4 separate regions of the Pan troglodytes genome follow, and all the other regions are linked to region 4. A link is a contact called in public Hi-C and HiChIP or PLAC-seq data. All regions are on one chromosome and are shown on one strand. The core of a region is the stretch at or near the end of the contact, and the rest is flanking DNA. Distances in the headings are between cores, read along the strand shown.

Region 1 (5,066 bases), core at 1,454-3,953, 890 kb after region 4:
CGATAACTAACACTAAGAGAAGAACAAAAAGTGCTTTGTATATATACGTATATACACATATATAAATGTATATATGTATATATGTGTATATACGTATATATACATGTATTATACATACATATATAAATGTATATATGTATATATACACATATATGTAGATATACATATATACATGTATTATACATATATACATATATAAAATATATGTATATATTATATATGTATATATACATGTATTTTATATATGTGTGTATATATACATATATATATACACACACTTTTTTTTTTTTTTTTGTCAGGGTCCTGCTCTATTGCCCAGGCTGGAGTGCAGTGGCACGATCATGGCTCATTGCAGCCTCCACCTCTTGGGCTCAAGTGATCCTCCCACCTCAGTCTCCCAAGTAGCTGGGACTACAGGTGTGTGCCACCAAGCCTGGATAATTTTTGTATTTTTTTGTAGAGACAGGGTTTTGCCATATTGCCCAGGCTGGTCTCAAGCTATCCTCCCACCTCAGCCTCCCGAAGTGCTGGGATTACAGGCATGAGCCATTATGCCAGGCCTAAAATAAAAATTTCTTACAGCCTCTATTCTAGTATACTTACATGGCTTTCTACAGGAATTAATGAAGGGATGGAACAAAGTATAAATTGTTCCTTAACTTGTATGTTAAGAGTGTCCTGATTGTAATTCCCTTTTGCAGTTGCAAAATCTAGTATGATAAGCACTACCTTAAAGATTGTGGAATGTAACTACTGCTAACTTATTTCAGCCGTAAAATGAGTAGTATTGAAAACAGCCTTGTCATAAATCAAGACTTAAATTCACAAATTAGTAACTGGGTGTACATTATAATCAAAAGAGAATACTGTAACATGTCTTGGGGGAGGGGGAAGTAGGATAATCCACAAAAAGTTTGTCCTCCAAGGCAGATGCTAAGGAGGTATGTGCCAAGTTAAAAGAAGTCAACAAGTTATGTCTTAAATGAGTCAATTTTAAGTCAACTGAAATTCATACATGAGTAAACATGTAACTTATTAAAGTAAAACCATGTAAAGAAAATATGAGAAATTATCTTTAATGTGCTACTAGCTTTAGAAACAGAAACTGTTTACCAGCTTCTTAAATTTCTAAAGTGTGAAGACCTACAAATGTACTCCAATGGCCAAGAGATGCTGCAAAATACCCAACTGTTGTGCCTTAACTTTGAATCCAAATTCAAGGGGCATTCCCCTTCCTGGGCACGATTTACTCTGCTCCAGGAGGCAAGGATTTGAACTTCTCTCCAAATCTAAGTGACCAAAAGTTTATCGGCATCACATGCCCAAATTTATCACAGAGAAGAGCTCATGTTACAATTCTGAAATATTGTGGTGCATGCAGGCTGAAACTCTGATGTGATCCTGTACCCACCACATGCCGGACTCCTTCCTAGAGTCACAAAAGAGGCCACATTGTTCCTGCCTATACACTCAACTCAACCTCAAAATTTGAAAAGCCCCTCTCCCTTCCCTAGTAATCAAAGGAGAATGAATGAAATGATAGCGGCCAAGTTCACAAGGCCAACACAGAATTTCTTTACCAGTTTTTCTCGTTTCTACATGGAACCTATGTAACAAGACATTCAGTAATAGTAATCTGCTCTCAGAGAAAGAAACAATTAAATACCATACAGCGAAGCTGCTAATACTTTATTTAGGTGCTTTCTGTTCACATTCAAGACAGTCCTAACTCAGCTGGAGTTCCCCTTAAGCCAAATACTAGGAACAGCTTTATCAACCCGGCGTCTGGAACAATCGCTCGAACTACCGAGTGTAGGGGCGGGGGAGAAAACATTCGTGTCATCTGAGCCTTTTTTTTTTTTTAAACTCGCTGCCTGAGACTTCTATCGAGTTCAACAGGGAATCCAAAAATAGCTTTCCCATGACAGTGACAGACGGAGTCGCCAGGAACGTAAAGGATTTTTTAAAAATTTAAGCAGGTGTTTGCTCCAAGGAGCGGACAACTGCAGGAGGCAATTTCCTTATCTGGGAAGGGGAAAAAGCGGAGTTGAGGGGAGCGAGGTTGAGGAAGGCAACGCGGGGTTTTTTAGGGGGTGGAGTGAGCGAGGAAGAGGAGGCCTGGGGAGCAGAGGTCAGGGGACAGGGAACGGTGTCCCCGACCTGTGGGAAGCGTGGGGACAGAGGCTGCGTCCCGACCTGCGGGAAGCGAGGGGCAGGGAACGGTGTCCTCGACCAGCGGGAAGCGAGAGGACAGGGGCGGCGTCCCCGACCTGTGGGAAGCAAGGGGGTAGGGGGCGGCGTCCCTGACCTGTGAAAAGCGAAGGGACAGGGGAGGCGTCCCCGACTGGTGGGAAGCGAGGGGACAGGGACTGCGTCCCCGACCTGCCGAGAGCGAAGGGGCGGGGGGCGGCGTCCCTGACCGCTGGGAAGCGAGGCCGCGGCCGCCAGGAGGAGGCGCCTGAAGGAGACTCACCGCTCTAGTGCGCGGGGAGGCCGAACCAGGAGGGCAGGGCTCCCCCACCAACCGCACGACTCCGCTCAGCCAAGGCGCTGGTAGAGGACGGACACAGACACTGCGCGCCGAGACGAGGCTGCTTGGACGGCAAACTCTGGATCCAGTGGGAGCCTTCGCCACCTTCGCTGGCCGCCCGCAGGCCAAGCCCCAGCTGCGGACGCCACTGCTTCCGCCTTCTCTGCTTGCTGCGGGGAGCGAGGGGCAGGGAGCGCGCCGGGGAGGAGACAGAGCGGCCGAGTTCGGAGAGAGTGCCCCCTGGCGGTGATCCTCCAGGCGGACTGTGGCGCGGGCCGGGCGGCGCCCCCAGCCCCGCAGCCTGGCTTTCTTCCTGCTCGGGTGTCCCACCTGGGAATTCGTTGCACCGCACAGCCGAACCCGAGTGTGTCAATGGGTGTGTGTTGGAATGAGGATGGCGACGAGAAGATCCCTCCCGGAATAACTTAATTTGGTGAGCAGTGGCGACAGTAGTAATCCCAAACTGCGCTTTTATAGCACCCCTCTCCAAGCAGGAGAAAACCCCAGCTGGGCTAGATCGCTTGACCTTCAGGAATTCTTAAACCCCTCCCCAGCTCCACCCTCCTTGCCCAGGAAGTTTCCGCGATCCATAGAACCCTCTATTATTACCTGCTCTTCCCCTTCATCCGGTCCAAGGGAGTCAGCCCTTGCCTTAAATATTTCTTTGAATTTCCTGCCAAGAACACCAGGCTTTGTCTTTCTCTGTCATGGGAAAACTATTTTAAATTCCCCGTTTAACTGGTCATAAACGTCTAGAGAATGTACCACGCGTTTTGCTGGAGAAGCACAAAAGAGTTTCATCCACCTCTGCATATTTGGTTCATCGTCCACCTCTTAGGGGAGGTTTTCCAGGATAGTAGTCATGCGTATGTATCCTGAAGCCAGAATGCTTGGTTCCAATCCAGTTTTTCCTATAATAAATGTGTGATTTAGGTAAAATACTTAATCTGTACTTGTTTCAGTTTTCTCATCTCGTATTAACATGGGGATAATAATAGTATCTACCTCACAGGGTTGTTGGAAGGATGAGATAAAATATGTAAAGAAATTATTTAAAACTATCTGGCCAGGCACAAATAGGCTCATGCCTATAATCCCAGTACTTTGGGAGGCTAAGGCAGGAGGATCACTTGAGGCCAGGAATTTGAGACCAGCCTGGGCAACATTGTGAGACCCCATCTTTACACAAAATTAAAAAATTACCTGGGTGTGGTGGTGCACATCTGTAGTCTCGGCTACTCTGGAGGCTGAGGTGGGAGGATGGCTTGAGCCCTGGCAGTCAAGGCTACAGTAAGCCATGATTGCACCACTGCATTCCAGCCTGGGTGACAGAGTGAGACCCCGTCTCAAGGAACAAACGAACAAACAAACAAACCCAAAACTAGGACATAGTATGGGCTCAATAAATGTTACCAATACTGTATGTCCTACTTTCTGGCTGCCAATATTCATTAAAAATGCTTCTCTTTTTAAGAAGAATTTATCACTGGTTCTCAGGTTCTGTCAACCCCCTTTTAAAAGATTGTATTTTGAAACACTTAAGACATAAAAAGAGCACAAACATCTGTGTGCTCACCACCCAGCTTTAAAAAATAAAACATTGCCAGCCTTTGTGTATCCCTCCCTAGAAGCTCCTCTTAAAAATTAAATCTCTTATGGGATGGAAGAAAATATCATTATATGAAATTGAGAGCTGGAGAAAAGGAAGAGCAAGAGAATCAGAGTTCCCTCCACTTCTTAGTGTGAGCTCTGGGGCAGGTTACATAACCTCCATGAACTACAATGACCAAAAACTATAAAAAAGGGGATAATGTCTACCTTACCAGGCTTTTGTCAGTATAAAATAATAAAAATCTATTGTGAGAGACTCCAGCACCAGGCTTTCAAAAAGATTAGGTGTTCTGTGTATGTTTCTTTACATTGTTTTCATAAGTGCCCTCAAGGGGCCTTTTCCTACTCCTTCAAATCCAATTTATTCAATATAGGAGAGAGTTTTAGTGCTCATCCATGCCTTGGGCACACAGGAAACTTACAAATACCATTTCCCTTTGCAATCAGGCAGGGCCACGTGACTAGTTCTGGCCTGTGAGCTATGACGAGAAGGATGCATATCATTCCTAGGTCAAAGCGTTTTATTTTCATTGCAAGACTGTTTCCCCTGTGTACAACCAAGGAGCAAAGGGCAACTACAAGAGGGAAGAGATGTATCACTCAGTTGATGTATGAAGGGCAGTTGCCTTGGAAAGTCAATCCACCTGCATTGGACTTACGAGAGCAGGAAACAAACGCCTGTTATTTTAAGCCATTGAGATATTGGGATTGTCTTTTCTGCTACATAGCTAAGCCTACTTTATGCACAGTTCTTTCTTGAATTCTTTCCTGATACACGAAATAAGAAAGCCAAAGTTCTACTCCTGCTTCTGACTCTCATTGAAATTGGGACCTGGTCAGATGTCGTTATCTATAGAGTGGTAATGAAATCTATCCTGTCTTCTTTTCAGAGCTGTTATGAGTTCAAATGAGGTCATATGGAAAG
Region 2 (5,179 bases), core at 686-3,185, 650 kb after region 4:
CTGGACTTGGGGAGGACAAGGCCAGTGCAGGGTGCCCTTTGGAGGCTAATCCAGTATTCCAGGTGAGAGATCATGATGAGGATGGGCTAAGGTTGTGAAGGGGGATGAAGGGATACCCATGTCTCTGCTAAACAAGCAAAGAGAAGAGTTTCCCACTGCTACAGATGCTATGAATTTCATTTTGTGAGATGGCTCAACAGACCAACCAGAGGGAGGAGTTCTTTTTGGATAAGGTTGAAATGAAACCAACATATGGAGAGGAGTGGAGGCGAATGATGTGGAAAATGGGGTCACAGAGAGACCAGGCAGAGACTGCAGCAATGCAGTGTCTTCCACAGCTGGCTGTTTGACATGGGAGAGAGGAGTCTGGATTCACCATCTGTGCCAGGGAGAAATCCATCCTGGGAAACAGATGGCCGGCAGCCATGCCCATGCACCCTGGATGACCATGGGGGTTCCCTGGGGCTCTGCAGCCCGGGTGATTTTCTTGGGAGGTTTGGGACAAGCATTCAGAGGCTGTGGGCATAGCAGGCTCTAGGATTTCTGCTCTTGATGTCACTGTTACCCAGACCCCTAGAGCTGGGTCCCAGATGGTGCAGCTGAGACGAGCTCTCTTCTCCTCAGCCTCACTGTCCTCCAGCAGTGCCCCTTCCAGCCTCTGAGGTTAGCAAAAGGCAGTGGCTGGTGGCACTGACTGAGTGACCACTCAGTCAACCCTAGTCCCTGTCAGGATAGCCATTTTTTTCATTCATTTGTTCATTCATTCCTACATGCATTCAACAAATCCTGACTGAGTATCTGTAACTACAGGCACTGTCCCAGGCCCTGTCCTTGAGAAAACGCAGATCGAGAATTGGACAATGCGGGCTACCAAGCCCTCTCATTCCCTTCTTCCTCATCCTGTCACTGCTTCTGGCCTTGAGGCCCAGAGCTGACCCGAATCATCACCCAGGACCCATTCCAGCCCCTGGCCCTGGCACTGCTGATTCTGATTTAAGTCCATTTCTTAATTTTATTTCATGAGACTAAAATGTCGTCAGAAATCAGGTTGTAAAGGACACTGAGTAATATTCTTCTGAGTTTGGGCTTTATTCTGAGTATTTTAGGCAGGAGAGTGACATTAGATTTCCATTTGCAAGACACCTGCAGCAATGAGGAGGAAGGATGGGAGGCGGGGTGAGAGGGATGGCACGATGGGAGGCAGGGAACCAGTTTGGAGGCCTTTGGACTCGTCCAGATGAGAGGTGACAAGGACTCCTTGCCATGTCCCCCCACCCCCAACCCCATCACATCAAACCTACTCTCAGAAAAGAACTGATGAGTCCTCTGATTTGTGGAAGGGCTCACCCCAGTGGAGGCACCTGTGTACATATTTGAAGTTAAACCAACACTGGGCATCCTTTATTTCTCAGACACCTTCATGTACAATGAATCCCCTCCAAGCTGCATTGCCAGGAAAAAGTACTTTCCATCTCTCTCTTTTAGAGATGAGAAACTGAGACTTAGCTCTAAGCAGACCTAAATTTGAATCCTGGCTCCACCACCTGTCCAGGTGTAGAAAGTTCCACTGTGGACTGACTGTGGGACTTGCATGGTTGCCATGAGCAAAACCTGATCTGGAAGAGTTGTATCTAATGGGCCCTAATGGTGGCATTTCAGAAGCACCGAGGAGACCCTGGGGGCTTCTGCAGCTGGGTCTGGGGAGCAGGGTTGAATGGGTGCCCTGGGTGGGCCTGCGCTGCCTGCTCTGTCTTCTGCCTTCTCTGCCTATGTTGCCCAGGGCCTGAGCAGGAGAGTTCTGTTAGGTGAAGGGTCTGGGCCTGAGGTTTTCTTTTGCAGGAAGCTTCTCCCCTTGCGGGGTTCTAGGAGAGGCCTGCCCACTACCCCACCTTCCCTCAGCTTCCCTGGTCTTTGTTCCGATTTTAGGCCAAGGTGGGAAGATAAGGAGGACGACTGCGCCATCTGCTGGGCATCTTGGGGAAGCTCCAGCTGCGCCCAGGTGAGGTTTGGCTTTTGCCCATGATAACCTTGGGTCACCAAACAGGGTATGGCCCCTTGACCAATGATCTCTTTTATAGAAGTAGCCCCAGGGATACACTTCCAGTTCAGCTGGTGCCAGGAAGCTCTCGGTACCCACAGAAGCTGCCCATTATCTGTGCGCTCAGGTGTGGGGAACAGAAAGGTGAACAGTGTGTGGGGGAAGGCACAGACACAGACCATTAAAATGCAGTGTGCTGAGGAATGATGGAGAAAACGCAGGTGGGGAAGACAGGCCAGTTAATTTGACTTCCTGGGCCCCTGTTAGGTGCTGCTCCTGAATCCAGAAGGATGACTAGGAATTAGGCCAGGATTAAGGGAAGCCATTCCAGAGAGAGGGCATGGCGGGGCAAAGCCCTGGTGACCATGCTGCCACCTCTGCTCAGGCCCAGGGCTAGTGCCTCTTTCCTGCCCTCCTCCAGCAGTTGGAGACTTTGCTGACCCCTTGGAAGTGCTGGTCCCTGAACTCTACAGTGGCAGGAGCTCAGAAGATCCACGTCTGCCCCTCCACTTACCACCTCAGCAGCAGCTCCTTCCTACCCTCATCCAGAGTTCCCAATCCCTACCTCTTCCTACCCAAGCCAAATAGTGTGGCTGGGAGACTGCTATGAACAAATCTCCCACGCTCACAGACTCAAAACCAATAAAGGCCAGAAATCAATGCTGGAGAATGAAAGCAAGCTGGAGAATGATGAAATCACCTAGTTGGTGAATTAGGGCCCAGCTGAGGTCGATTTAGGACGAGCAATTCAAGTGAGCGTGAATTCTGTCAGTCTGCCATTCTATTGCATTCAATCTAATTCAGGCATGGTTTACTACACAGGTCAAATCCTGTGAGTTTGTGGAAGAAGTGGGATGCAAAGGGACATTTATGGGGCAATGTACTGTGCGCCAGTCACAGTGGAAGATATCATGGATACCGAGTGAATGAGACATGGTCTCTGTCCTCAAGAAGCACCCACATCACCACCTGCTCCTCCCCACCACTGCATAGCTCCTTTCTGTTCTTTTCTCTTCCTGCAGAAAACCTGCTTCCAGGAAAGCAACTGATAAATTAAGCCACACTGAGCTGTAGTCAACTGAGTGGGTGTTTATGACCGTACCTGTGAATTGTCTCTCACTATCTGCTCTATTTCAGTAAAATACAGAAACCCACTAGCTCATTCTCCTGCCCTCCCCCACCCCAATGTGTTAGCTACACACAAGACCACCCAGCAGAGACTGTATTTCCCAACCTATCTTGCAGCTAAGTATAGATCATGTGATTGAGGCCAGTGGGATATGAGTGAAAATAACGTGGCAACTTCTGGGGTATACCCTCCTCCTCCTCATCCTCTTCCCCTTCCCTCTTTCCCATGGCTGGGATATAGACTTGGAGGGTGATGGGGCACAGGCTTTGCTCACAGCAATGAGGGCAATACTTGGTGGTTGGTGAAACAAGATGGAAGGATTCTGAGTCTATAAACCAGAGCAGAACGATCCTACCCACTCAAAGCCCCTACCAGCTCAGACTTTTACATAGAAACTTCTAAATTCTTTAATCCATGGAAGCTGGGCTTTTGTTAAAGCAGCCAAATCAATATCCTAATACAGTGACTCTTGCTCCCTGATGTTTAATAAGCAAATAAGCAAAAATATCTTGAGTAAGAGCTTTATCAGAGTTCCTGAAATTCTAAGCAGAGGCCATCCCCTGAGCTGGGGATCCAGCATGTGTATAACAATGACCCCATGCCCTCTGATATCCCAGAGCATCTCTCAAATCCTTTATCATTCAGTTTGTTGGGACAGTATTGTATTTTACTGTGTGGTATGTGTGTTAGGTCATATGGCTAGTTCAACATTGATAACAATAGCCAAGAAAGTTCTATTCTTCAGCCTGTGGGTCTATGCAGTTTACCGTAAATTTATGAGATGCATTACTTAAGTAGTTATCATCTCTACTTACAGATGAGACCTAAAAGCCCATTAGAGACTTTCCCAAGGGCCTGAGGCTAATAGAAACTCAGCCTCTCAGACTAACCTTCAAGAGCTCTTGACACTTCCCCAAATAAAGAACCATTCCCTCTCCTTAGAGTTTAGGGTCCTCTGACACCAACCAGGGAATACTACTAGAAAATCTTTTTTATTTTTTCTTTCTTAAAGTACTTGTAAAAAGGACGATTAAATCACAGAAATGTGAGCACCAAAGAAAGAAGGAAGTTGTGCAAAGGTCAACATTATGCTGGTAAGAGAATGTTTAGGAACGATCAGTATTTGGAAGCCAACAGGCACAGTTTCACAATTGTTCTTGTAAATGTTCAACCACTGGAAAACTTTCAAAATGCCAGGTAGCCAATGGCTTCTAGATTAAAATATTAAAACAAATAATAATTTTTAAAAAAATTGTCACTTCTGATAACATTTCAGCTTACTGAACAAAGTAACGGAGAGCCTCTCGCACCACGCTGGACTCGTTTCCTGGAAATTTGTAAATACCAGACCACAGAGCTTGACTAATGACTATTGGACATGGTGCCCACTGTGTGTGTTCAGAGAACTGGCTTGTGTGGGAAGAACCCAAATGTCTGGTCCTCGTGCCAATTTGTCTTTGGACCTAAAAATCACCAGAAAAGGGAGGCAAAGGAAAATGACCATGATCCAGATGGAGATGGTAAGGCAGGACTGATGACGGAGTGAGCCGAAAGTTGCCAAATTAAGGGGAAATTTAGGCGATCTGCAAAGAATCATGAGTTTTCTCTTCCCCAGATTGAGGCAGGAATGGAGAAAACACTGGCTTTTGAGTTGAAAGCCCCAGACACAAGTTCCAGCTCAGCCCCAGACTACTCTGAGCTGACTTGTCCTCAGTAAAATGCACAAATACTTGTGAATGGATGCTCCAATAACCTCAGAAGGTTTGTGTGAAGAGGTAAGATGATATCTAAGAAAATGTTTCAAGTTCTCTCATGTGCCACACAGGTGAGGAGATTTATCATTATATCATGAGAAAAAAAGCTGAAATGGGGTGTTGGGGCATGTATTATTACAATTCTTTTTTATTTTTATTTTGAGACAGAGTCTCACTCTGTCACCTAGGCTGGAGAGCAGTGGTGCGATCTCAGCTCACTGCCACCTCAATCAAGCTCAAGCAGTCCTCCCACCTCAG
Region 3 (5,343 bases), core at 826-3,325, 710 kb before region 4:
CAGCTTGCACTCTTAAATCCACAATGCCTGGCACATAGTAGGTGCTCACTAAATATTCGTTGAATTAATCACTTACAGTTGAACATTCCCCTTCCTTAAGGCCAAAGAGACTGTCTCTTTCCATTGCCCATGACCCCCTAAAACTACAATGAAATTTTATGACTTATTAAAACTTTTCTTATTGCTGTTTTTATGTATTTGTACAAAACCAGACAAATACAAATATCTAGAGGGGCTCATGTATTTAACTAGATATGCAAATCCCGTGTGAGTAGTGGAAGCTGTGGTAACCTGGCCAGCAGCCTCTATAAAGGTGGTGTTCACTAGTAACCACAATCCAGATCCCATGAAAAAATAAGGGCCCAATGTCACCATGTGTTCTGAGGCTTTAAAAGAAGCTGAAATGATTCCGGATTTTGAAATGTTGGCTTGGCCGGGCGTGGTGGCTTACACCTGTAATCCCAGCACTTTGGACAGCTGAGGCGGGTGGATCACCTGAGATAACGAGTTCGAGACCAGCCTGGCCAACATGGTGAAACCCAGTCTCTACTAAAAATACAAAAATTAACTGGGTGTGGTGACACACGCCTGTAATCCCAGCTACTTGGGAGGCTGAGGCAGGAAAATCGCTTGAACCAAGGAGGCAGAAGTTGCAGTGAGCTGAGATCACGCCACTGCACTCTAGCCTGGGTGACAAGAGCAAAACGTGTCAAAAAAAAAAAAAAAGTTGGCTCAAATTTTTCATGAACATTGAGTGCAGCAAAAAAAAAACCATGCCTGTCCACCAAGCTGTCTGTGGGCCATGTTTGGTTTGAGAATCCTAGTTTATTCTCGGGTCCCTTAAGGCTCTCTTTGATGCTCATTCTGATGACATTACACTAAGATTTACTGATTGAGGGTACGGACACTTCTCCATACACACTTGCCTAGGAACGATCTCCAGTTACCTGTCCTATCTCCAAGATCTTCTCTCTCTCATCCAATCTTGCCTATCCAGCATTCTATTTTCAGAGTCGTCTTTGCTAATTTGGGGAAGTCACTTATTCAAACAAGAAAGTGGTTGACAAATGTTTAGCAATGAAATCTCCCGCGAGTTACTACTTTTTAATTAGGATTTCAACCCTAAGAAAGATATAGATAGGAGGAATAAGATAGGGGGAATAAGGAAGCTAATTTTGAGGGGTTTCCCTGCCTCTTGGGTGGGGTTTATCATATTGTGCTGAAACTGCTTATTCGTCTAGTTCTCCAGACCCTGGGCCATTTATCTTACATATTCCTATCTCTGAGCGCGTAGAAGGCGCTCCATAAAACTGTTGGTTTGTGTAAATGACCGAAAACTACATGCAGCGTGAGGGTGGATTTCCCTTTGACTTCGGCTTAAGGAAGAATCGTTCCCATGATCATCCCACAATTCATCTAAACGGAGATAGGCAAGGAGCAACTGCTCAAAGGCAAAGCGCTGGCAGCTGAGGCACAGCTCCGGTTCGGCAAACGTCTCCCGAGTGCCAAACGTCTCCCCAAACGCCTAACTGGTCGTCAGGGCGCAGAAAAGCAGCTCGGGGGGCGCGCTCTTCGCCCCAGCTCCACTTCGGTGCTTCACGATTCCTTCTCTGGCCTGCCTTCCTGATAAATACCCGCTGAGGTCACCTAAACGCTCTCCTCTCAGTTATTTGCTTCTTTCCAACGTTTGGCGCCCAGCTCCTGCCATCGGAGCGCCCCGCCCGAGACCACTGATCTCCTGGGGCCTCGCAGCCTTGCTTCCGAACGCGAAGGTCGCGGTGCGCCGGGGTAGCGAACGGCCAGGCCCGAAGCCCCGCCCCACAGCCAAACGCCCGGCCCGCTACCCCGCGCCCAGCTCCAGCCGCCGGGTCCCGCCTGGGCCTCTCCTCCTGGGAATACCGGGCACCGGTGGCCCCGCCCCTACCTGCGCGCCGCATCTCCGGGAACAACAGTCTCCCTCCCGAGCGTCACAGCCAGACATGGCCCAGACCAGGGACCCGCGCGGCCTCCAATCTCCGCACGGCTTTGCGCGCGGCGCTCAGCCTGGGATGCGGCAGCGAGGCCGCAAATGCAATCAGGCGGCGCTGAGGGCAGCCCGGGGGCGGGGCGAACGGGGCGGGGGCCGGGGTCTGGTAAGGCCCCGCCGGCTGGGATATCCAGCGGCGCACCTGACTTCCCGGGAGGCAAGGCCAACGTGGTTGGAGGCGGGGCTGGGTTGGCGGGCGGGGCTTCAAGTCCGAGAGACCTAAAGGCACCGAGAGCGTCTGGGGGCGTGGCCAACCATGCGGGAGGCGGGGCCTTGATGCTGGACATCAGGCTGTGCTGCGGGCAGCCAGTGAGAAGGCCGTGAAGATGGCGGCCTCCTGGAGGCTGGGCTGTGATCCGCGGCTGCTGCGTTATCTTGTGGGCTTCCCTGGCCGCCGAAGCGTAGGGCTGGTGAAGGGGGCTCTTGGGTGGTCTGTAAGCCGCGGAGCTAATTGGAGATGGTTTAACAGCACGCAGTGGCTTCGGGGTGAGTGGCCGGGGCTCACTCAGCTTCTCTGTGTAGCTGAGTGATGGGCCTGGGACAGGGGCAGTTATGATTGAGGGCCTGCTTTTGGGTGTGGAGGTGCGCGGGCTCCTTATTCCCTTTCCTCCTTCTCCGGGTGGGGTCCGCCGACTTGGCCTAATGCATGCTGTGAAGGGCTTTCTTGGCAGCTGGGAGAACTCGACTCTGCCCTAGGCCCCCTGGTTTGTATGGCTTTGTGACCTTGCCTTGGAATTTGGGTTATTTGTGAGGCGCAGAGAGGGTTCCCAAACTCTCCTCCCTCAGCCCCCTTTCCAATCAAGGCTCAGGTTTCTTTAGGGTTGTCAAACGTCTCGGACGAGAAAAAGCTGCCCAAGGTTGCCGAGATTGAAAAGCCACTGTTGGGAGTTCTTACTTATTCTCTAGGCCTCTCTCTCTTAGGAGGTGTTTTCATTGAGGCCAGTCGAGTTTTACCCCACGCCATGACTCGTGGAAGACTTAAATTTGTAAATTCCTACGGCATCACAATAGACAAAGGTCCAGGAGAATGTTTCAAGCAAATATTCGCTTGAAAGAACGAACATTTAGGAGATAAATCATACCAAAAATTTATTATAGAAAATTGTTGTTTAGTAATGATATTGATGCAGTTAACACAATTCTTGCAGTATTTAACAGTATGCAAAATGGCAGGCCGGGTATTATTTTTCCTTATTTTGGGAGAGGGTTGGAGGGAGGCGGGGATGGAGAATAGGACTGACGTTTTTTAGTGTGATGTATTACCTGCCAATCATCGTTCCTGGCACTCTACAGAATGAATTTTAATTTAAATAGGTCTAGTAGACGTTGCCTTCATATTCTGAGCTACCTTAGGCTCAGAAAAAAAAAAAATCACACAAAGTCACATGGTAAGATGAGTGTATTGGGGTTCCTAAAGGTTCCGTAATGGGAACAATTTATTTCATTTTTGGTGTAATGTTTCATAACATATTCCTTGGAGCAGAGGTGCTTTAACAGTGTGTGCAGAATTCCTTCTTTTCCCTCCTCCAAGTTTGTTGAAATTAAACTTTTTTCCAGCTCCTAGAGATTCGGTCTGGTCTGGTGTGGGGCTCAGGAATCTGCATTTTACAAATGTTGGATGAGTTTTGATGTTTTATTTTGACATTTAATGGAATGAGCTTTGAGACTCACTGCCTTAGAAAATCACGGAATATTAAAAGTTTAGTATTGGATATAATCTAGGAAGAGTGCTCTTAATCTTGTTTATCAAGCAGATCCTTTTGAGAATCTTTGAAAATGTTACAGACTCTGTACAGAGAAAGTACCATAAATGGTCACACACAAAAATGTGCACGTAGTGGCTCACGCCTGTAATCCCAGCACTTTGGGAGGCGAAGCTGGAAGATAGCTAGAGCCCAGGAGTTGGAGACCAGCCCGGGCAACAAAGTGAGACCCCCGTCTCTACTTAAAAAAAAAAAAAATGAAAGAAAAAAAGCCAGGCGTGCTGGCATCCCAGCTACTCCAGGGGCTGAGGCAGGAGGATCCGTTGCACCCAGGAGTTAGACGTTTCATTGAGCTATGATCCTGCCGCTGCACTTTAGCCTGAGTGACAGAGTGAGACCCTGTCTCAGGAGAAAAAAAAAAAAAGTATACATAGGCCCAGTTTAATGCCTTTAGAAACTCAGTTAGGCAAGCAATCCTTATCTGCATCCTGATGATGCTTTTTTACCTATTCCCTATCCCCTAGACATATACCATGAACAACTTGTCTACCCCAGTTTGAATACCATCTGTCAGGAAGAAGGCACGGCATCTCAAGGAAAGCCAAATTAGTTTTGTAGTGCTGCTGCAACGAATTACCAGAAATTAGTGGCTTAAAACAACACAAATTCACATCTCATAGTTCTAGAGGTCCGAAGTCCAAAATGGATCTAACTAGGCTAAAATCAAGCTATTGGTAGGAGCTGCATTCTTTTCTGGAGGCTCGAGACCCCATTCCCTTAAGTTTTCCAGATTCTAGAGGCTTCTAAGATTCTTTGACTCATGGGCTTCAAAGTCAGCAATGGCTGGTTCAGTCTTTATCACATTACATCACTCTTAATACTCCCCTCTGCCTTCTGCCACTTACAGGGACCCTTGTGATTACATTGGGCTCATCTGGATGATCCTGAATATTTTCTCCATCTCAAGGTTGAGTAGAAACCTTAATTCCATCTTTAACCTTAATTCCCTCTTGCCACGTAACAGCATATTCATAGGTTCTGGGTATTAGGACGTGAACCTTTTGAGGCATGGCATTCTGCATGTGAAGCTGTGGAAAGTATTTGGAAATACTAAGTATTTGGAAGTGTTGGACTTTTTTCCTAATACCGAGCCAAAATATATCCGCTTCTGACTTTCACCTACATACAGATTTTTGTTTTGCCATGCCGAAAACACGTGGCAATCCTTGAACTATTTGTTTTACAAACTGTGAATTTACGGTGGTGTTTTTTCTCTGAGCTTGGTAGAAACTGTAGTTTTATAAAACTAAACAACTATTTGGATTACTGTAAACTATATAAATTAAGTACATTTATTGAACTGTTTCGTCTTTCACACAAATATCTTTAAAAATTTGTCAGTCGGAACTACCTTTGGAGTTTTAATTTCCTTAAGAGGTGCTGGCAGCATTTTTATGAGCTATGACATATGCCATTTTCTTAGCACTTCCTAGAATTTCTCATTCACTTCTCACATAACCTAGTAAAGTTGGCATCATCTGCATTTAGTTGGACAAAAACACCAAGGCTTAGAGAAATTGAGTCTCCTAAAGACATGTAACTGTGTTGATGAAC
Region 4 (5,616 bases), core at 849-3,348:
TGGGTACACAGTAGACATTTAATAGTCTTCCGAATTTAACTTCAACAATTAATCATCCAGTTAAAAATGTCTACTTTTCTCCAATTAGATGATACTCTACTTATGCCCACTAGGTGGCGATCTTGCTTATAGTTTGCCCACGCTGAAAGAGGCTGCCTTTCAAATAAATACATATATATCCCAGTAGAAGTTAAACCAAAAGACAAAAAAAAATAAATGTATTCAGTGCTTATTTAGTGTAATATACTATGTTAGGTGGTATAAGAAATAAAAAGTTAATAAGACATAGTCCCTGCCTGCTAGGGAAAGATGAGGAGGGGCTTACATAGGGCAAAAAAATAAGACCTTTGAATGGATTAATATATTTCGATGTAACCATATGGGAGCCATAGTAATCTCATTATCAGATAAGAGTTATAAAATGGCATGATATAGCCACCATGTGGTTGGGAACAGATTCAACAGTTCATCCAATATGTACTTAACCACACCAGTGAAAACACTTGACTGTATCCTGGGTCAGTGCTGGAATACTCCAAATGTGGTTTTTTGATGCCACTGCTCAGGCATAAACATGAGTGTCTGCTTTATCACCCTAGAACGCTCTATCACCCTAGAACCTTTTTTCTTTGGAGAATAAAACATAATCAGTGCCAGCTGATGAGGTAGTCCAGTTGAAAACCCCCATGTGCACCTGATGGGAAGATGAAAGGAGAGAAACGATACACACCATGTAAGGAAACAGATTTCAAACTCTGGCCTTTGAGAGGTGGATTCCACCATGCCCCTGATCTTGTGTCTACCCTGGGAATCTCAGTGTGGATCTGGGACTCATTCTGATACAGAGAGGTAAGGGAGGGCCGACTGGCATCCAAAAGTTTTCCTAGTAAATGTAACCCAGAGGTGGCTGGAAGATGTGTTGGGGTGAAGAGGTTGTTCATTTTGTTTTCTTTGCTCCTTCACCGCCTCCCTCCCCCCCCCCACCACCACCATTTCTTTTTCCCTTAAATCGTAAAAGCAGTAAATCAAATGCAGTATGGGATTGAGGTTTTTTTCCTTTTCATTTGAAAAATCCTTTTAATTGAAAAATCACATTTGGGGAACAAAGTGGTCAAATGACAGTGAATTTCAAACTTGAGAATGCTGACTTGATTAAAAAAGAAATACTGATCTTTCTTAATGGAGGGAAAATCAAGTGCATGCGGCCAGGAGACCTGGGTTTGACTTTTAGCTTCGCCACTTGCTAATTGTGCAATCCTGAGCAACACCCATCCCTTCTCTGTGCCTCAGTTTCCTCATGGACAAAACGGTATCATTTCTTTCGAAAAGTCGTCCCTGACTCCCCTCTCCCCAACACGAGGTTGGATGGCTATAATCTCTCTTAGCAACCTGAGAGTCCCACTGGGATGTAAATTCCAGCAGCACTGGGACCCGGATCTGTGGACTTTGCTTCTGGTAAGCAGAACCAGAACCGAGGGGCAGTCGCTGTGTTGAATGGATCCATGAATGAATGGGAGATGGCCTAGGTGTTCAAGGGGCACGTGCACAGCGAGGCTTCACTCCCTGGGAGTCCCTTGGGAAAGGCAGAGCGGCCAATACTGATTGGTGCTGATGTGCGAGCTCGGAAAAGGGAGTGTCGGTTCAAAGTTGTTGGCTACAGCGGGTTCCTCTTTCCGCTGGAATCACATCCTCTGTGGCTCGGAGACATTCCCAGGGATTTACATAAAGCAGCGTGAATCACCCAGACAGAAACTGAGAAAGCAAAGGGACCCTGCCTGATCCTAGCCTGGCGGAGCTCGGAAAGAGGTGGAAATCTGTCTGAAGTTTGCAGGAGATCCGCGCTGCCTAGGCAAAGGGACCCGGCGACCACGACACCACCGCGAGGGCCCAGGGCGCGTCCCTCCCGCCAGGCCCCAGACTCCGGCTCTGCGCCACCCCCTCCTACGCCCCGGCGCGGGCGCAGCCAGTCCGGCTTCCTCCAGGCCCCTAAGTCCCAGACCGAGTGTGGGGCCGCCTCTCCCTCTCGGAAGGAGCCATCGCCGCTTTAAGTGGAAGAGGAGAGGAAGGGGGCGGGGGAGCGGGGGGCGGGGAGCGGAGGCGGAGGAGGGGGAGGGGGATCCCCCTCGCTCCCACGTGGTCCGGGCGCCTGTGAATCGCGCCCACCGGAGGGTCTCACAGCGAAATACAAAAGCAGCTGGGAAGCGGCGGGGACTCGAGTTCCCAGCGCCGGGCGGAGCGCCGGACAGAGCCCCGCAGCACCCCGCGGCCGCGATGGGGCCGAAGCGCCCGAAGCCTCGGAGCCCACAAACTGCCGGGCCCGCCTCGCCGCCGGGACCCGGGTGCCTGGGCTCGGCTTGAAGCGGCGGCGGCGCACCGGCACAGCCGCGGGAGCATGGGCAGGAGGATGCGGGGCGCCGCCGCCACCGCGGGGCTCTGGCTGCTGGCGCTGGGCTCGCTGCTGGCGATGTGGGGAGGGCTCCTGCCGCCGCGGACCGAGCTGCCCGCCTCCCGGCCGCCCGAAGACCGACTCCCACGGCGCCCGGCCCGGAGCGGCGGCCCCGCGCCCGCGCCTCGCTTCCCTCTGCCCCCGCCCCTGGCGTGGGACGCCCGCGGCGGCTCCCTGAAAACTTTCCGGGCGCTGCTCACCCTGGCGGCCGGCGCGGACGGCCCGCCCCGGCAGTCCCGGAGCGAGCCCAGGTGGCACGTGCCAGCCAGGCGGCCCCGGCCGGAGGAGAGCGCCGCGGTGCACGGGGGCGTCTTCTGGAGCCGCGGCCTGGAAGAGCAGGTGCCCCCGGGCTTTTCGGAGGCCCAGGCGGCGGCGTGGCTGGAGGCGGCTCGCGGCGCCCGGGTGGTGGCCCTGGAGCGCGGGGGTTGCGGGCGCAGCTCCAACCGACTGGCCCGTTTTGCCGACGGCACCCGCGCCTGCGTGCGCTACGGCATCAACCCGGAGCAGATTCAGGGCGAGGCCCTGTCCTACTACCTGGCGCGCCTGCTGGGCCTCCAGCGCCACGTGCCGCCGCTGGCACTGGCTCGGGTGGAGGCTCGGGGCGCGCAGTGGGCGCAGGTGCAGGAGGAGCTGCGCGCTGCTCACTGGACCGAGGGCAGCGTGGTGAGCCTGACACGCTGGCTGCCCAACCTCACGGACGTGGTGGTGCCCGCGCCCTGGCGCTCGGAGGACGGCCGTCTGCGCCCCCTCCGGGATGCCGGGGGTGAGCTGGCCAACCTCAGCCAGGCGGAGCTGGTGGACCTAGTACAATGGACCGACTTAATCCTCTTCGACTACCTGACGGCCAACTTCGACCGGCTCGTAAGCAACCTCTTCAGCCTGCAGTGGGACCCGCGCGTCATGCAGCGTGCCACCAGCAACCTGCACCGCGGTCCGGGCGGGGCGCTGGTCTTTCTGGACAATGAGGCGGGCTTGGTGCACGGCTACCGGGTAGCAGGCATGTGGGACAAGTATAACGAGCCGCTGTTGCAGTCAGTGTGCGTGTTCCGCGAGCGGACCGCGCGGCGCGTCCTGGAGCTGCACCGCGGACAGGACGCCGCGGCCCGGCTGCTGCGCCTCTACCGGCGCCACGAGCCTCGCTTCCCCGAGCTGGCCGCCCTTGCAGACCCCCACGCTCAGCTGCTACAGCGCCGCCTCGACTTCCTCGCCAAGCACATTTTGCACTGCAAGGCCAAGTACGGCCGCCGGTCTGGGACTTAGTGTCACCGGGAGGAAAAGAGAGAGACCTGGGGCTGGGGTATGGATGATGGGGGGAAGGGCCGTCGCCTCTGCTACTGTCAGGGACCAGCCGGCCAACGCCCACCCGCAAAGGTGTCTAAAAACTTCAGCTTTTCACCCATCTGCCCCTTTCTTTCAATCCCACGCTGTTTCCTTTCAAAGTTCTGGGAGGACGAACTCACCGAGGCGAGAAGTGTAACATTCTCTCCACCCAGCTTATAAAAGGATTCTTTACTGTGCCAGCACGGGGATTGGATCCGAAGAAACTGGCTACTGGGGTTTGGCCCCCGAGTGGCCGTCCCTGTGGGAGATGCACCCCGTTCTTGGGCCCCCCTCATTCCCTTTTCGAAAAAGGAAAACTTGCGTTTGAGCCGTTGAGCTAATTCTGCAATTTTCTACCAAACAGAGCGCTGGTGGCCCCGGAGCAGGGCTGTGACATTGGCTGGTGGAGCCCCCTTCCTGTGTTCTCCCTTTGTTCCAGCGCCGCGATGGTGAGATCACTGTTCCAAGCAGGGGGACGGCTCCCGATAGGACAAAGAGAGCAGGACCTCCAGACTGGGGAGCCCTGCAGACCTTGACAATTTGCCTGACTCATTCCTGACCTCTTGTCATTTTGGCCTGAAGGCTACAAATTCAGGGCCAGCTGTATGCACTAAGTCAAATAATGAATTTCTTCCTCCCTCTCGCAACCGACCAAAATTTTGACAACGATGATGTTCACCAGAAGGAAAAAAAAAATCAGTTTTATGCACTTTATTTTGTTTTGATTTTAATTTTTTATTAAGAAAAACTTTTTTATTTTACAGAATTTACCTTCTCTGTATATATGTGCATAAAGTGTGGTGTAAATATACTAAACAAACTTATATTTCAATAAAAGGGAGTTTAAAATTTATAATTTAATTCCTGTGGTTTTAACTTGTTTGATGTTTCTGATGCCCCATCTGCTTTCAGAATAAGATTTAGGTTTTCTTTCTTGTGGATGTGTTTTTAAAACAAAGGATGCATATCCATTCCAGTTGTGACTACAGAACTTACAGAATTGAACAAAGATAAGAGCAGACTCCCTGTCCTCACTCAGATGAACCTTGGTGCTGGAAATTTGAGTTTAGCCTAAAATGTGGGGGGAGATGGGGAGAGAGATGGGAGGAAAGTGTTCTATTTCCTGGCAAATAAAACTTTGATGTGAAAGGATTTCACTGTAATATATTCCTATATTAATCATTTGGCAAATATGATAGAACCAGATGTAGGGACTAAAATATGACAAACACCCCCTTTTTAAACTTAACTACCGTGATCACATGTTGCAAATTATTATCAGCATTGTAATTACAGTGCATCACAATGTGTACAGATGATAAGCTGAGCCCACATTGGGAGCAGGTAGAGAAAGTCATAAATTAATTCTTCTCTTAAATCTCCTGGCATAAATTCCAATGGATTCAGAAGATCATAATCTCCAACATCTGGACTCATCCAGTTCTCTGAAGAGGTTGTACTGTTTTCTGGGTACTAAGTGCATGGTCCCCTCAGAGCAGCCAGCGTGAGACCATGAAGGCTTACAGTGCTTTGTGTATGACATTTGGACCCTTTCTAGGACTTCAAACAAATTATTTTTGGATTTTTATCTCAAGAGGAAGAGCTTGATTTGTATTTTACGGCCTTTGGTGTTTTATTTTGGCATTTTCTTTGGTATCTGGGCCCAAGTGATCTTGCCTGTTACCTTCTTTTTATTTAATGACCTTTAACTCAAATCAACTTCTGGTTGCAACTTTAATAGTTTTTTATTTGACTTGCATTTGTAAACCTAGGGTTTTATAGACTCAGGAAGCTATTAAATCTCTGGGGGTTCCCCTTCTCACTCTGCATTACAACATAGTGTGTAATTT

The links. A called contact is a pair of places that touch in the nucleus more often than the background predicts. HiChIP or PLAC-seq counts read pairs in DNA pulled down with a chosen protein or histone mark.
Region 1: a contact with region 4 is called in an H3K4me3 HiChIP or PLAC-seq map of stem cell-derived excitatory neurons, with 7 times the contacts expected there. The contact joins the promoter of TRAF6 here to the promoter of FJX1 in region 4. A contact is called at or near these places in 1 of 1 datasets of contacts at active chromatin or transcription factors (stem cell-derived excitatory neurons) and 1 of 1 other capture datasets (stem cell-derived neural stem cells).
Region 2: a Hi-C map of stem cell-derived neural progenitor cells shows a contact between it and region 4, with 11 times the contacts expected there. The contact joins the enhancer-like site here to the promoter of FJX1 in region 4. A contact is called at or near these places in 5 of 7 Hi-C or Micro-C datasets (blood, induced pluripotent stem cells, a lymphoblastoid cell line and 1 more), 1 of 1 datasets of contacts at active chromatin or transcription factors (stem cell-derived excitatory neurons) and 1 of 1 other capture datasets (stem cell-derived neural stem cells).
Region 3: a contact with region 4 is called in a Hi-C map of stem cell-derived neural progenitor cells, with 4 times the contacts expected there. The contact joins the promoter of APIP here to the promoter of FJX1 in region 4. A contact is called at or near these places in 1 of 7 Hi-C or Micro-C datasets (stem cell-derived neural progenitor cells) and 1 of 1 datasets of contacts at active chromatin or transcription factors (stem cell-derived excitatory neurons).

What each region holds. Positions count from the first base shown.
Region 1 is chr9:40,520,754-40,525,819 of NHGRI_mPanTro3-v2.0_pri, forward strand. It overlaps TRAF6 (TNF receptor associated factor 6), which reads right to left and starts at 2,704. Exons shown (of 7, transcript XM_001154136.7): 1 at 2,474-2,704. It overlaps RAG1 (recombination activating 1), which reads left to right and starts at 2,877. Exons shown (of 2, transcript XM_016920686.4): 1 at 2,877-2,963.
Region 2 is chr9:40,276,701-40,281,879 of NHGRI_mPanTro3-v2.0_pri, forward strand. No RefSeq gene overlaps it. Among named protein-coding and RNA genes, the nearest start is that of COMMD9, 23 kb to the right of the region's middle. Within about 2 kb of position 1,936, at least 4 of the 24 cell types and tissues checked have an H3K27ac peak or open chromatin away from gene starts, as enhancers often do. A contact at or near this core is called in induced pluripotent stem cells, stem cell-derived neural progenitor cells and stem cell-derived neural stem cells, where this site is marked.
Region 3 is chr9:38,921,435-38,926,777 of NHGRI_mPanTro3-v2.0_pri, forward strand. APIP (APAF1 interacting protein) reads right to left here and starts at 2,076. Exons shown (of 7, transcript XM_508364.6): 1 at 1,925-2,076. The coding sequence starts at 1,981. It overlaps PDHX (pyruvate dehydrogenase complex component X), which reads left to right and starts at 2,335. Exons shown (of 11, transcript NM_001280073.1): 1 at 2,335-2,512. The coding sequence starts at 2,353.
Region 4 is chr9:39,627,174-39,632,789 of NHGRI_mPanTro3-v2.0_pri, forward strand. FJX1 (four-jointed box kinase 1) reads left to right here and starts at 2,099. Exons shown (of 1, transcript XM_508371.7): 1 at 2,099-4,627. The coding sequence starts at 2,393. The coding sequence ends at 3,706.